3 separate regions of the Pan troglodytes genome follow, and regions 1 and 3 are each linked to region 2. A link is a contact called in public HiChIP or PLAC-seq data. All regions are on one chromosome and are shown on one strand. Each heading gives the region's core, a stretch centred on a gene start, on an enhancer-like site or on the middle of the called end of the contact. The rest is flanking DNA. Distances are from core to core; before and after follow the strand shown. Region 1 holds the start of TMEM165 (transmembrane protein 165). Region 2 holds the start of CLOCK (clock circadian regulator). Region 3 holds the start of SRD5A3 (steroid 5 alpha-reductase 3).

Region 1 (3,994 bases), core at 922-3,421, 150 kb before region 2:
ACTGCCTCATATGTTGAGATGACTGAATTTGGCCAGGAGTCCTTCCTGTGAGAAAGCCCTGGAGTGTGGGCAGCCCATCCTAGAAAATAAACAAAGCAGCTTTCAGCAATGAGGGACACACAGCCAGTTTTGCTACATTCACCCTTCTGGCTCTGTCTTCAGCCTAAGCTGCTCCTTTCAGGTCCCTCCCTTGGGACCTCAAGCCTCCCTTTCAGGCCCCTTTTAAGCACAGCAAATCCTGTATGCATTAAGGGGAGGTAGTTGAAGTTTGGGCTTCTGGGTTTTATGTTATTACTGGCTTCTGAAAGCTCAAACATTTGCACTCCAGGGATGATAGTTGCATCTGTTAAATTTAGTGTAAAGCTGCCTCCTTACGTATTTTAAGTTCGGCCTAAAGGTTTCCTCATACATGGTGAACTGTAGCCTAATTGGGTATGTAAACAGACTGTAACCTATTCTTGTACCAATCACAGAGTTCTGGCCAATCACAAGTGGCCAACTGTTCAAACCGTGTTCAAATAGGGCAAACCCGAGCTACAACCAATCCAGCTGTTTCTGTCCCTCAATTATGTTTTCTGTAAGTCACTTTATTTTTTCCAACCACTCGGCAAGACTGGAGCCTCTCTGAACTTACTTTGATTTGGGGTCTTTTTGATTTGCAAATCATTCTTTGGGTTCTTTGCTTGATTAAACGCTGTTAAGTTTAATTTATCTAAGGTTTTTCTTTTAACACACCCCAAACTGTAAGTGGAGGCATCCTACTTACACAGTAATAGAAGAATGCATAAAGTAATAACATGAAGGAACAAGTGACAAATTCTGTAACGCCATGTGTTGGGGAAAAGTTCTGAGAGTGGAGGCTTGAATAGGTTTTGGAAGTATGAGTAGGAGTTTACAACGAGAGAATGGAAGAAGGGGAATTACGGACAGAATAACATGGACAGAGGCCGGCCGCGGTGGCTCACACCTGTAATCCCAGCACTTTGAGAGGACGAGGCCGGCAAATCACCTGAGGTCTGGAGTTCGAGACCAGCCTGACCAACATGGAGAAACCCCATCTCTACTAAAATTACAAAGTTAGCCGGGTATGGTGGAGCATGCCTGTAATCCCAGCTACTCGGGAAGCTGAGGCAGGAGAATCTCTTGTACCCGGGAGGAGGAGGTTGCAGTGAGCCGAGATCTCACCATTGCACTCCATCCTGAGCAACAAGCGCGAAACTCCGTCTCAAAAACAAAAACAAAAAAAACAACAAAACAAAACAAAAAAACAGACGGAAATTTTATTATCCTACGACAAACACTGTATCTTCGGTGAACTCAAAGTAGGTTTGCCCACTTTCCCACAGATTGTTTTGGTGGATTAATTTTTTGTTTCAGTTAGTGATAAACTTCCTTAGCTCTTTACTGAGTACAGGCTTACTGTATGTAAATATGTATAATATTAGATTAGTGCCTGGCACATGGTTAGCACTATCGATTTTTATTAGGGACTAGGTCTCAAACTTATGGTAATTAAGTAGCTCACTTTTTCTTTTGGGAAGACGTAAAAATATTCTCAAGCCTAACTAACCATCCTTTCCTGTCTTCTAGTCTTGCCCACTCAAAGCTCCATCCTGCAAAAGTCTTAAACAGTCCATTTCAAAAGCCCAGCATTTTTAAAGGGTCTACGGAATAGCACAAAACAAGATGCACCCAAAACGTCAAGGCCATACTGGACGAGGACAACGTTAGCCATTTTTGGTCTGGGGTAATTATAGGCAGTATCTTAAAACAAGGCTTGAAAAATGTCATGTTATTTCCAAATCCCATTTCAGAACTTTAAAAAAAAAATAGCATTTTGAGCTCCTAAGAACGTTTTTGGCGGTAGGTGGCCACATGGAAGGTGGCACAGAGGCTCGGCCGGGGAGAGCGGAACAGAGCTGGGCGTGGCAGTGCCTGCGAGTCAGCGCCACGTAACCAGAGGCGCTCGCACTAATTTGACCTCTAAGAGAGACTAAGCGCAGGGAACAGCGGGTGCGGACATTACGGCGGAAGGCTCTGGAGGAAGCAGAAGTGAAGGACCCCACAGTCCTGGGACGGTGGGGCACAGAGAGAGAAAGGGAACCCCGGGCGCGGCGCGGTGAGGATGCGAGCCGAGGAAGGACACGCGGCGCCGGGTACCTGCCGGGAGCGCCGGGTCCAATGGGAGGAGGGCCCGCGCCGCACCTCAACCTGGCAGAGGACGTCACGACGCCAAGACGGACGCCGGGCCAATGGGAGGCCGTCGCGGGCAGGGACGGGGTCGGGAGGAGTCGGGGCTGGGCCGCGCCAAGGCAGTTGGCTGACTCCAGTTTAGCCGCCGCCGGAGAGGACGGGCGCCGAGCCGGGGCTGCGGACTTCGGCCTGCCCCTCACCTCACTCCCGCTGCTTGCACCTCCCGGATGGTGCTGACTGCTCCCTAAGCGGCGGCGGCGGCGAGTCGTGAGGACGCGCCGCGGAGGCTGTTCGGGGTCGAGGCTTCCCGTCGCCGGCACTTCCTCTTGCGGCGCCCGTGCGCGGCCGGCCCGGCAGGCGGGATGGCGGCCGCGGCTCCAGGGAACGGCCGCGCATCGGCGCCCCGGCTGCTTCTGCTCTTTCTGGTTCCGCTGCTGTGGGCCCCGGCTGCGGTCCGGGCCGGCCCAGATGAAGACCTTAGCCACCGGAACAAAGAACCGCCGGCGCCGGCCCAGCAGCTGCAGCCGCAGCCTGTGGCTGTGCAGGGCCCCGAGCCGGCCCGGGTCGAGGTGAGCGGGCCGGGATGGGGCGAGCGGGGCTGCGGGGCCGGCTGCGCCGAGTACCAGGCTCCAGGCCTTTGAGAGCGCCGCACTCCGCCCGCCTCGGCTGGGGGAGGGGAGCCCGGCCCCTGCTCCCGGGGTGGAGGGCGGTCGGCTGCGCTGTTTTCCGGTGAGGCCTGGTCTTGCCCGCTCCTTTAGGGAAAGGGAGAGGGAGAGTCCAAGAGGAGCCCGCTATAAACGTTGATCTCCGGAGGACCAAGATGCTGCTTAGGGATGGGCGTTTTATTGATCAGATGTGTCTTAGAGTAGCTAGAAAGACTCATCCCTACCAAAAAGTTTTTAACAGAAGGCTGCTAGGAGGCTTTTTGTATTCCCTGAGGATCATCACATCGGCCATTTCATTGTTGAAATAGCTTATGCCAAACCGCTTACCCCAATTCAACTTGGCACTGCCTGTGCTTTTTGCCAAATAAATATGGATTATGAACCATGACTCTCACTTTTTTAAAATGTGCTTTGGCTAGCAGGAAGTAGCCTTTAGGAACGCAGAGGAATTAGTCTCCAGCAGTACAGCGTGCTGCAGCGATGTGGGATGCCAAAACTACATTTATAAGTAAAACAGAATCCTGTATTTTGTCCTTCCCTGAATAGATACTGTAAATCAACTTTTTAATCTGTTAATAGAATTAGTCCTTAGTCACTTGGCAGCGTTTTAACATTTCTCCCTTCTCCCAGTCGTGGGCTTTGTCGTCATTTCCAGTATCTGCTCCCTGAATCCCGGCCAGTGTGGCACTTAAACCCCCACTCCCACCCAGGCCACATCCAGCCCATCTCCACGTAACTAATCTTCCCGAACATTGAATTCTGCCATCTTGTCAGAAGTCGTCGGTGAGTTGCCTCCACTAATTTCAGTCCAGCCTTTTTAGGAGAGTGATGTTCAGGTTTCTCCTGATCTGGCTCCAGCTCACCTCCAGGCTTTTTAGCCACCGCTTTCTTGCTCATATGCTAAAGGGATATGCTCATCTGCAAAAAAGAATGTGCTTCAAGAGCCCTTTGGGACAGGCTTTGTGCTCTCTTGCCAGTTCCTCCCTAACACATGACCTTTTCAAAGAAAAAAAAAAAAGACCTGGAGTTTGAAGCCACGGATCAACTCTTCCCACCTTGGAGAACCAGCAGATACCACTCTCTGTGAAGACTTCCCTAAAATTTCTTGGTTAAGGGTGATTTATCTGACCCTTTCC
Region 2 (4,031 bases), core at 1,001-3,500:
CACAAAAATTTGAAAACATGAAGACATACACATAATACATCTCATTTCCCACCATTCCCTCAGACTATTTCTCTCTCCTCTATTGTTAGTTTTCTAAATCCTCCCATAATTTCTTTATATAAAGAGCAAACATAAACTTGTATTACACCTCGCCCTTAAGATGTAACACACTATTCACAAAGTACTGCTACACCTTGCTTTTTTCACTTCATAGCAAATTTTTGCAATCTTTGCATGTTAGTACGTAGAAAGCTTCCTTATTCTTTTTTCATAACTGATTACGCCTAGCTTTAGAACATTTTCAGTCTGCTTTCTTCAGGCTAACTTTTTTTTTTTTTTTACTTTTTTTATTATTATACTTTAAGTTCTAGAGTACATGTGCACAACGTGCAGGTTTGTCACATATGTATACATGTGCCACGCTGGTGTGCTGCACCCATTAACTCGTCGTTTACATTAGGTATTTCTCCTAATGCTACAGGCTAACCTTTCAAGACATTCTGTTCAGCCAACCACTTAACACAGGAATTAATTTCCTTCCCCCAAGATTTGAAAACCAATCAGATTTGAGGTGTCCCAAGGGATGAGTTTCAGAGAAAGCAATTCATTATCTAAATTACATCCTTTTAAGAATGTTTATTTTCAAACAGGTAGAGGGGAATATTGCACAATTTTCTCTAATCGCTTAAAGCTACAAATCAGAACGCAATCTTCAAAGTGAAATTACCTTTGATTTGGAGGGATCAGCGTTATAGTCAAATCAACGACTGTAAAAGTTTACTTCTTGTGCTTTTCTTCCACTGTAAAAATTTTTTTATTTTTTAAAGAAGGCTAAAAAGCCTTAAAGTCTAATAGCATGGCATTCTAATAGCAGGAAACCACAATCTGATTTGATCTTTCATCTGCCAGGTCAGAGACTAGGCTTTTATCTTGCAGAATTAGGCTCACCTACCATCAACAAGAGGACCTCCACAAAGCTACAAACACTTTCAAAGAATATAAACTCTGCGGCGCTGCGTGTAGGAAATTACACTCCAGGGGCCAGAGCGCCAGAGCCAACTCCAGAAAACCCAGCTTCACTGGCGGAAAGAAATCTACAAACGCCAGCGGCGGTGACGGGGAACGGGAAGCGCGGGTGGACGGAAGAAGAGAAACCGAGCGCCTCGCCGCCAACCCTCGAACCCGCGCGCGGTCGCTGGAGTCAGACGCTAAGAGCCGCGCGCTGCCCAGGGACGGAACCCCGGAACCACGACCACTAACGGAACCAGCCCGCGGCCGGCAACCGCGGCCGTTCGGACTGCGGACTGCGGCACGCGGGCCGGGCGCCGGGAGGGCGGGGGTTCCCCGGAGGAGCTGGCCGCCCCGGCGCCCCATTAGGCGCTGCTCCAAACGTGCCCGAGTGGTGACAGGAATAAAGTGGGTCACAAGGCCTAGCGGGTCCCCAGCGAAAGCTCTCTCGGCACCCGGTCCCCGTCTTTCCCCGCCTCCCAGCTGCTGGAATCGGCCGCAGCTCCGGGCGCCCTCAAGCCGCCCGGCCCCGCCGTGCACCCCACTCCCGCCCCTGCCCCGCAGGTAACCCCAGCTGCCCCAGAGGGCCTCTCAGGCAGGGCGGGCCTCGGCCCGAAGTCCCGGGAAAAGACACACTAGAACGAGACGCCAAACTAGGGCTTCAGCTCCCGCCTTCCCCACCCTTGGCCGCCGCCCCCCGGCCCCACACACGCCGCCCCCCGCTCCCTCCCCTTCCCCGCGCCCTCACCGTGTGGCTTGCGGCGGCTCCGGCTTCTTCCCTCCCCCACCCAGGTCTCCCGCTGCGGTGACTCGGAACCACTACCCCGCCTGTGTTCAGGAGGCGCCGCGGCTCCCACCTCCAGCAGCACCTGGGGCTGTGAGTGGCGCCCCCCACCCACCCCCCCAAAAATTCGCCGCTCCTGTGGCCAGCTCCTCCTCCCCCTCCCTTCCCTTCCCCTCCTCCACCAGCCCGGGAGCGCGCATGCGCCGCCAAGGAAGCCAACCGGCACTCGGCAGGCCCTGGGCCCACCGGGCGGGCGCCTCTCACCGGGAGCGCTCGCGGCGGCGGCGGCCAGATTTCCTTCGCGCTCTCGCTCTCCGGGGTTTCCTTTTTTAAACCGGCAGCCGCAAGCCGAGTCCGTGATTGCGCCCCCTCCCGGCGCATGCGTCGTCAGCGACCCAGCGGGCTCAGACGGCCGGCGGAGGCTCTGCGCTCGCCCCTCCCCTCACTCTCCCTTCCCCAGCGCGGCTCGGTGCGCATGCGACTTGCCCCGTTAGGCAGCACGGAGCCGCGCCAGGGGATCCCGGACGCCCGAAGAGACTCCCGCGCCCCTTGGGCCGAAATCTGGCTCTGCAGGCGCACCGTTCCCTGCCCCGGCCGGGAAGGGCGCCGGTTACTAGAAAGCCGGGGAGGCGGGGCCTGGTCGGGTGGAGGGCGCGGCCGGCCGGCTGAGCGCTAGCCTTAGGTCCTGGAGGCTCTTTGGCTTTCCCCCCGTATGCCGGGGGCTAGGAGGAGGAAGAAGAGCTTCCTGCCGGATGAGGGATCCAGAGGCCAAAAAAGGAACCCGCTCTCCCTTCCAAAGCAAAACACTGCCGACGCCAGCTTAGATTTTTCGGGTGTTGGCAGGAGACTTTTTCCCCCAGTGGCATCATTCGTGTTTCCTCTCCTGGTGCTGGGAGAGAAGAGTTGCAAAGGCGCCTGGACCGCCAGTAACATCTCCCATCTCCTGAGGGAGCGCGGCTTGGGTTGCTTCTTCTTGGTGGGTGGGCCTGGGGAGACAGGGCATGCGCCCTCGGCCAGAGGAGGGAAGCGAAAGGAGGTCGGGATTTATTTGCTCATTTGGAGATTTTTCCCTTGCCCTTTTATTAAAAACCAAGTGACAGTGTAATGGAAGATGGAGAATGAAGCATCAGAAATAAACCAGGACCCTAATTTGCATGGATTTCCTCGTTGGAACAACGTGTGACTACTACTTATCTTAGGGAAATTACTTACCTTGACGCGTTAAGGCACATTTGGTCCACATGAGAAAGCACATTTCAGTGCTTCTACTGGAAAAGAGATCTTTACAGTCTTAATTCCTAGTAATTCCTATGTTTTAATGAATATCTTTTGGATTTGAAATAAAAGCCATCTTTTTCTTTCAAAAAATGCACTTTTCTGGCCATAAAATCCTCCCTTTAAAGTAACAGTCACCTCAGTAAACATTTTCAATTCTTGCTGTATGCTCTGGGCAAAAGAACATCAAACTGAAGCACTTATTCAGATCCTTGATCCTGCACCTAAGGATTTTTCTTTCAGGAGTGGGAAAACATGATTTGTTAATTTACCCCATCATATAGCAGAAGATATTTTGGTCCACATTTTTGCCTGTTCAGCATTCATTCCCTATTCTGATAATTTCTTTTGAAGAACTATCATTTATCCACTCTCAGTCCATATGGTCTGAGCAGGACACAAGGGGAAGGCATATTTGAGTTTAATCCTCGGTTGCAAACTACAGTTCCTAAGAAGGGTGTTACCTCTTTACCAATGGGTTTAAATCTGGGAGAATGGAGACCTGGAGCCATCTTTCCACACGTGAATTCTGAGAAAGAAGGCAACATGGAAAAAAAGCAGATTTGAAGACAGGTTTGGCCTAAAGACATGTTTGAGGCCTGGAAACAAATGTAGATTAGATTCCTCTGGAAATTTCGTTAAACCAGTCAGTAAATTCTTGCATCTGTTTTATTGCTTAAACCAGTGAGAGGTTTTCTTTCACATGCAATCAAGAGTCCCGACTGACAAGAGGTAGGTAGCAAGACGGAGGCAAAGTTAGTAATACTGATAAGGTAGGTTGCAGCCAGACGAGAGGGTTTGAATGCTTTCCCTAGGATGGATTTTTGAATTTTATTCTAGAGACACTGATCCCTCCTTATATTCCCCATCATCTAGAACATATTATCTTCAAAATACCTTTGCCCTTTTTAATGATTTCATTGTCCTCTCGGTCACCAAGATCAAACCATGTCCATCTTTGACT
Region 3 (4,449 bases), core at 1,771-4,270, 200 kb before region 2:
CACAGCAATAAGGACAACTCAAATGCGTAAGGGATAAATCTGTCTCATTTTCCTTTGTTCAAGTTTGCTCTCGACATTGTTCCATCTGCGATTGAGCACCCTTTCTGCAGAAAGTAAAGATGGTCTTGCTGAGAGATCTTTTGTCTCTGTGCTGACTTTTCTTCATGGCACCGATTATCTATTTCTAACAGTTTTGGTATTTCTAACATCTTACATATCCTTATTAGATTTATTCCTAGACATATATTTTATGCCATTGTGAATTGTACCTTTGAAACATACAATTTTTTGTTCGTTGATGAGAAATAAAAATGTACAATTTCCTGTTTGTTGCTGGGAAATAGAAATAATATTTATGAACAGATTTTTATCTCCAGCAACCTCCCCAAACTGCCTACTAGTTCTGATACCTTATCTGTGGATGCCATTGGAGTTTCTATTATTGGAGTTTCATATAATCGTCAAATAATGACAGCGTTATTTCTTACTTAGCAGTCCTTATATGTTTTATTTCTTTTTCTGATTTATTGAGATGGCTAGGGACTTAAAGCACTGACTCTAAGGATAATTGAATTTAGATTCATATTTTGAAGGTAGAGCCAACAGGATTTGCTGACAGATTGCATTTAGGCTATGAGAGAAAGACAGGAATCAAGGTTGAGTTTAGGGTTTTTGGCCTGAGCAACTGGAAAAATGGCTTTGCCGTTTACTGCAGGCAATACCAGTAGTTTGTTGAACATATAGTGCAGTTAATTAAATGAAGAAAGACAAAAATGCTCACTGATATTTATTAGCAATGATCTTTCTAACAGATGTTAGCCTGGTATTCCACTTTTGAACTAACTCACTCCGGTAAGGATTTACATTTACAAATACTCCCAGGAGGGTTTAACTTACGGCTTTCTGTTCAGCCACTGCCATCTACAGGGGGCTTCTCTGAATATAAACTGTGCATGCTGATTAAAATCTAAAAAATAGCCAGGCAGGGTGGCTCACGCCTGTAATCTCAGCACTTTGGGAGGCCGAGGCAGGCAGATCACCTGAGGTCGGGAGTTTGAGACCAGCCTGACCAACATGGAGAAACCCCGTCTCTACTAATAATACAAAATTAGCCTGGTGTGGTGTCACATGCCTGTAATCCCAGCTACTCGGGAGGCTGAGGTAGAATAGCTTGAACCCAGGAGGCAGAGGTCACGGTGAGCCAAGATCGTGCCATTGCACTCCAGCCCGGGCAACAAGAGTGAAACTCGGTCTCAAAAAAAAAATCTAAAAAATATATGGGATGATTTTCCCCTCCAGCCTCCTCAACCCTTCCTGTTTCCACTACACACACACTCACACATACACACACACTTATCTTGTTTTCAATCTTGCCCCAGGTCAGACAACTGTAAGAGAAACTCCTACCCAGGAAACTGAGTCCCTGCAATGCACTTACAAGTAGCTTCTCTGAAAAGAAAAAGATCATGGACAGGCCAGCTGCATTTACAGAGAGTTAACCTAAGAAAAATAAAGAAACAGTGAAGGGGTGCCAGGAGCATTGGCTCATGCTTGTAATCCCAGCACTTTGGGAGGCCGAGGCGGACGGATCACGAGGTCAGGAGATCAAGACCATCCTGACTAACACAGTGAAACCCCATCTCCACTAAAAATACAAAAAAAAAAAAAAAGCCAGGCATGGTTGGGGGGGCACCTGTAGTCCCAGCTATTCGGGAGGCTGAGGTAGGAGAATGGTGTGAACCTGGGAGGCAGAGCTTGCAGTGAGCAGAGATCAGGCCACTGCACTCCAGCCTGGGCGACAGAGCGAGACTCCATCTCAAAAAAAAGAAAAGAAAAGAAAGAAACAGTGAAAGGGTGACTCCCGCAAAAGAGATCCAGGATCACTCAATAAGGCCTTATTGTCCTAGCTAGAATGCCAATTTAACCATCCTTAATCACCTGGCTGTCAAAGGACGGGTAAAGCCTTAGGTGTCTTTTGCACAAAGAAGCAAAACTTTAAAAGCTTGCTCATTTAACAGTCCAAAGTCCCACTAACCTACCCACCCTGATGTTTATTCAACACACATATCGGGTATCTCATTGGGGTAAGGGTGATGAGTTAGCTACCTCTCCCCTCTTCCACTTCTCACCCACCACCCAATCTCAAAAATGTAAGCTCCAAATAAGCAGTGACAATTATCTTGTAAACCCCTCTGTCCTCAGTATCCAAAATGATGCCTGTCATACAGTAGGCATACAATACTTCAGAATTAACATTTTAAAGACTTTTAAATACTTAAAAGAGCTAGATTTTCACTTATAGTAAATAAAATCAGTGTTGTTTAAAATCAGTGAGTCAATAAATAGCATTGTCACTACCTGAGATAAATGTTACAGGAAACAGCTGATGGAATTTAAAAACTTTGCTTCTAAGGATTGTAACCCTATTGGTAAGCGACTGCTGTTTTTTAAACACAGTTTTTACCACTATAATTTTTATTATGTGCAATTACTTGTCTACATGTTTACATTATACACATATCCAACACATTTCCAGCATCCTAACATAATTATTCATTTTTGGGTGTGATCTGCCTTCTTTATCCATATATACACACATTCATATTAATATAGTTGTTTGCAATCATAGCTATGTATTTTTATGGTTGGTTTTGTTTTTCACTTCACATATTGTTTCCTAAACAGCTTTCCGTGTTTCTACACTCGTCATAATAATTCTCAATGACTGCATGATATTCTAACATGTCAGTGTATCATAATTTAGCTAAATAAACTAAAATGCAACATGTAAGTTTTCCATTTTTCGCTTTGGAGATAATGTTGATAAGAGTGGCAGACACGTGGTCTCGTCCGTTTTGCGTCTTTGCTTCTGATGAATCATATTCTGGAGCTCCATCTAAGAATCCCCATGCCCAGATTAGGGACTGCGAGCGACCACCCAGCGCCAGCGCGACCAGGACCAAGGACCTCCGCGGCTGAGCGGCGAGTCCGGGAGGGGCTCTGCGCGTCCCCGCCCCGCGCCGCGTCACCGACGTCCCGCTAGGCTGAGACCGGCGCGCGGCGCGCTAGTGGCCGCTCTTCCGCGGGCTAGCGGGCGGTGGGGGCGCCAGCAGCGCGGAAGGCGGGCACGCGGGCCATGGCTCCCTGGGCGGAGGCCGAGCACTCGGCGCTGAACCCGCTGCGCGCGGTGTGGCTCACGCTGACCGCCGCCTTCCTGCTGACCCTACTGCTGCAGCTCCTGCCGCCCGGCCTGCTCCCGGGCTGCGCGATCTTCCAGGACCTGATCCGCTATGGGAAAACCAAGTGTGGGGAGCCGTCGCGCCCCGCCGCCTGCCGAGCCTTTGATGTCCCCAAGAGGTAACCGCGCCCCGGTCCCGAGCCGCGGTGGTCAAGGCGCTGAGAGTTCGGGGCGCCCCGGCTCGCGGGCAGCCGGCAGGGGGCAGCAGAGGCGGGACCCGGCCTGGGAGGCCCTGGCGGGTTCCCGGGCGCAGCACGGCGCTCCCTCGGCCTGGCCCCGGCCATGCCCCGGCTGCTGCGTGGCTCCGGGGAGCAGTGCCCGGGTGTCCGCGGACGCCGAGGGAGAGCGGAGCCGCTTGCACTCAGCTGGAGGAATGTGAACTGGTAGCCGCACGGAGCCTTTCCCTGTGGGAAATGGCAACGCATCCGAATTTAGGCCTGGTCATGCGAATTTAGGCGGCAAATTGAAGTCCCCCTTGCCCCAAATTCTCCTTTTTCCCGTCCCCTGCACTCCAGTGGCTCATATTCTAACTTGAGGTCACCGGGAATCATTTGTGGAAATGAAGTTAGGCCGGCTCTTCGGCCTCGACTTCCCCCGTTTCTCTTCCCAACCCTCGCAGTGGGGACAAAGGACTGAGTCGCCCTAACCTGCACCTTGGCAGGTGCCCCTGGGGAAGGTGGCCCAAGGTGCACGTCATAGGCAGGCCCGTCCCGAAGCTCCATTTGACTTTCGAAAAATTCTGTAACCCAGTTCAGCGAAGGATTAAATCGTCAGGGTTCAAATAGAGACCTGTTATAATTTTCTTCTTCTCCTTTTTCCACTTTAAATTCAGGACATAGCTGGAAAGAGTTGGCCAAATACTATTCGAGATGGTAGAAATAGAACAGTGCCCCTTAAGATGCATCTTAGGCCGGGCGCAGTGGCTCACGCCTGTAATCCCAGCACTTTAGGAGGCTGAGGCAGGCGGATCGCTTGAGTTCAGGAGTTCGAGACCAGGCTGGGAAACATAGTGAGACTCCGTCTCTCCTGAAAATACAAAAAATTGGCAGGGCTTGGTGGCGTGTGCCTGTAGTGCCAGCTACTTAGAATGAAGGCAGGAAGATCATTTGAGATCAGGCATTGGAGACTGCAGTGGGCTATAATCATGGCACTGCACTCTAGCCTGGGCAACAGAGAAATACCTTGTATTTAAAAAAAAAAATTTTTTTTAA

What was found. HiChIP or PLAC-seq counts read pairs in DNA pulled down with a chosen protein or histone mark.
Region 1: a contact with region 2 is called in an H3K4me3 HiChIP or PLAC-seq map of stem cell-derived excitatory neurons, with 2.2 times the contacts expected there. The contact joins the promoter of TMEM165 here to the promoter of CLOCK in region 2. A contact is called at or near these places in 1 of 7 Hi-C or Micro-C datasets (stem cell-derived neural progenitor cells) and 1 of 1 datasets of contacts at active chromatin or transcription factors (stem cell-derived excitatory neurons).
Region 3: an H3K4me3 HiChIP or PLAC-seq map of stem cell-derived excitatory neurons shows a contact between it and region 2, with 3 times the contacts expected there. The contact joins the promoter of SRD5A3 here to the promoter of CLOCK in region 2. A contact is called at or near these places in 2 of 7 Hi-C or Micro-C datasets (blood and stem cell-derived neural progenitor cells) and 1 of 1 datasets of contacts at active chromatin or transcription factors (stem cell-derived excitatory neurons).

Annotation. Positions count from the first base shown.
Region 1 is chr3:74,456,948-74,460,941 of NHGRI_mPanTro3-v2.0_pri, reverse strand. TMEM165 (transmembrane protein 165) reads left to right here and starts at 2,171. Exons shown (of 6, transcript XM_016951719.4): 1 at 2,171-2,762. The coding sequence starts at 2,556.
Region 2 is chr3:74,306,317-74,310,347 of NHGRI_mPanTro3-v2.0_pri, reverse strand. It overlaps CLOCK (clock circadian regulator), which reads right to left and starts at 2,250. Exons shown (of 23, transcript XM_001144028.7): 1 at 2,057-2,250.
Region 3 is chr3:74,507,063-74,511,511 of NHGRI_mPanTro3-v2.0_pri, reverse strand. It overlaps SRD5A3 (steroid 5 alpha-reductase 3), which reads left to right and starts at 3,020. Exons shown (of 5, transcript XM_526623.7): 1 at 3,020-3,357. The coding sequence starts at 3,137.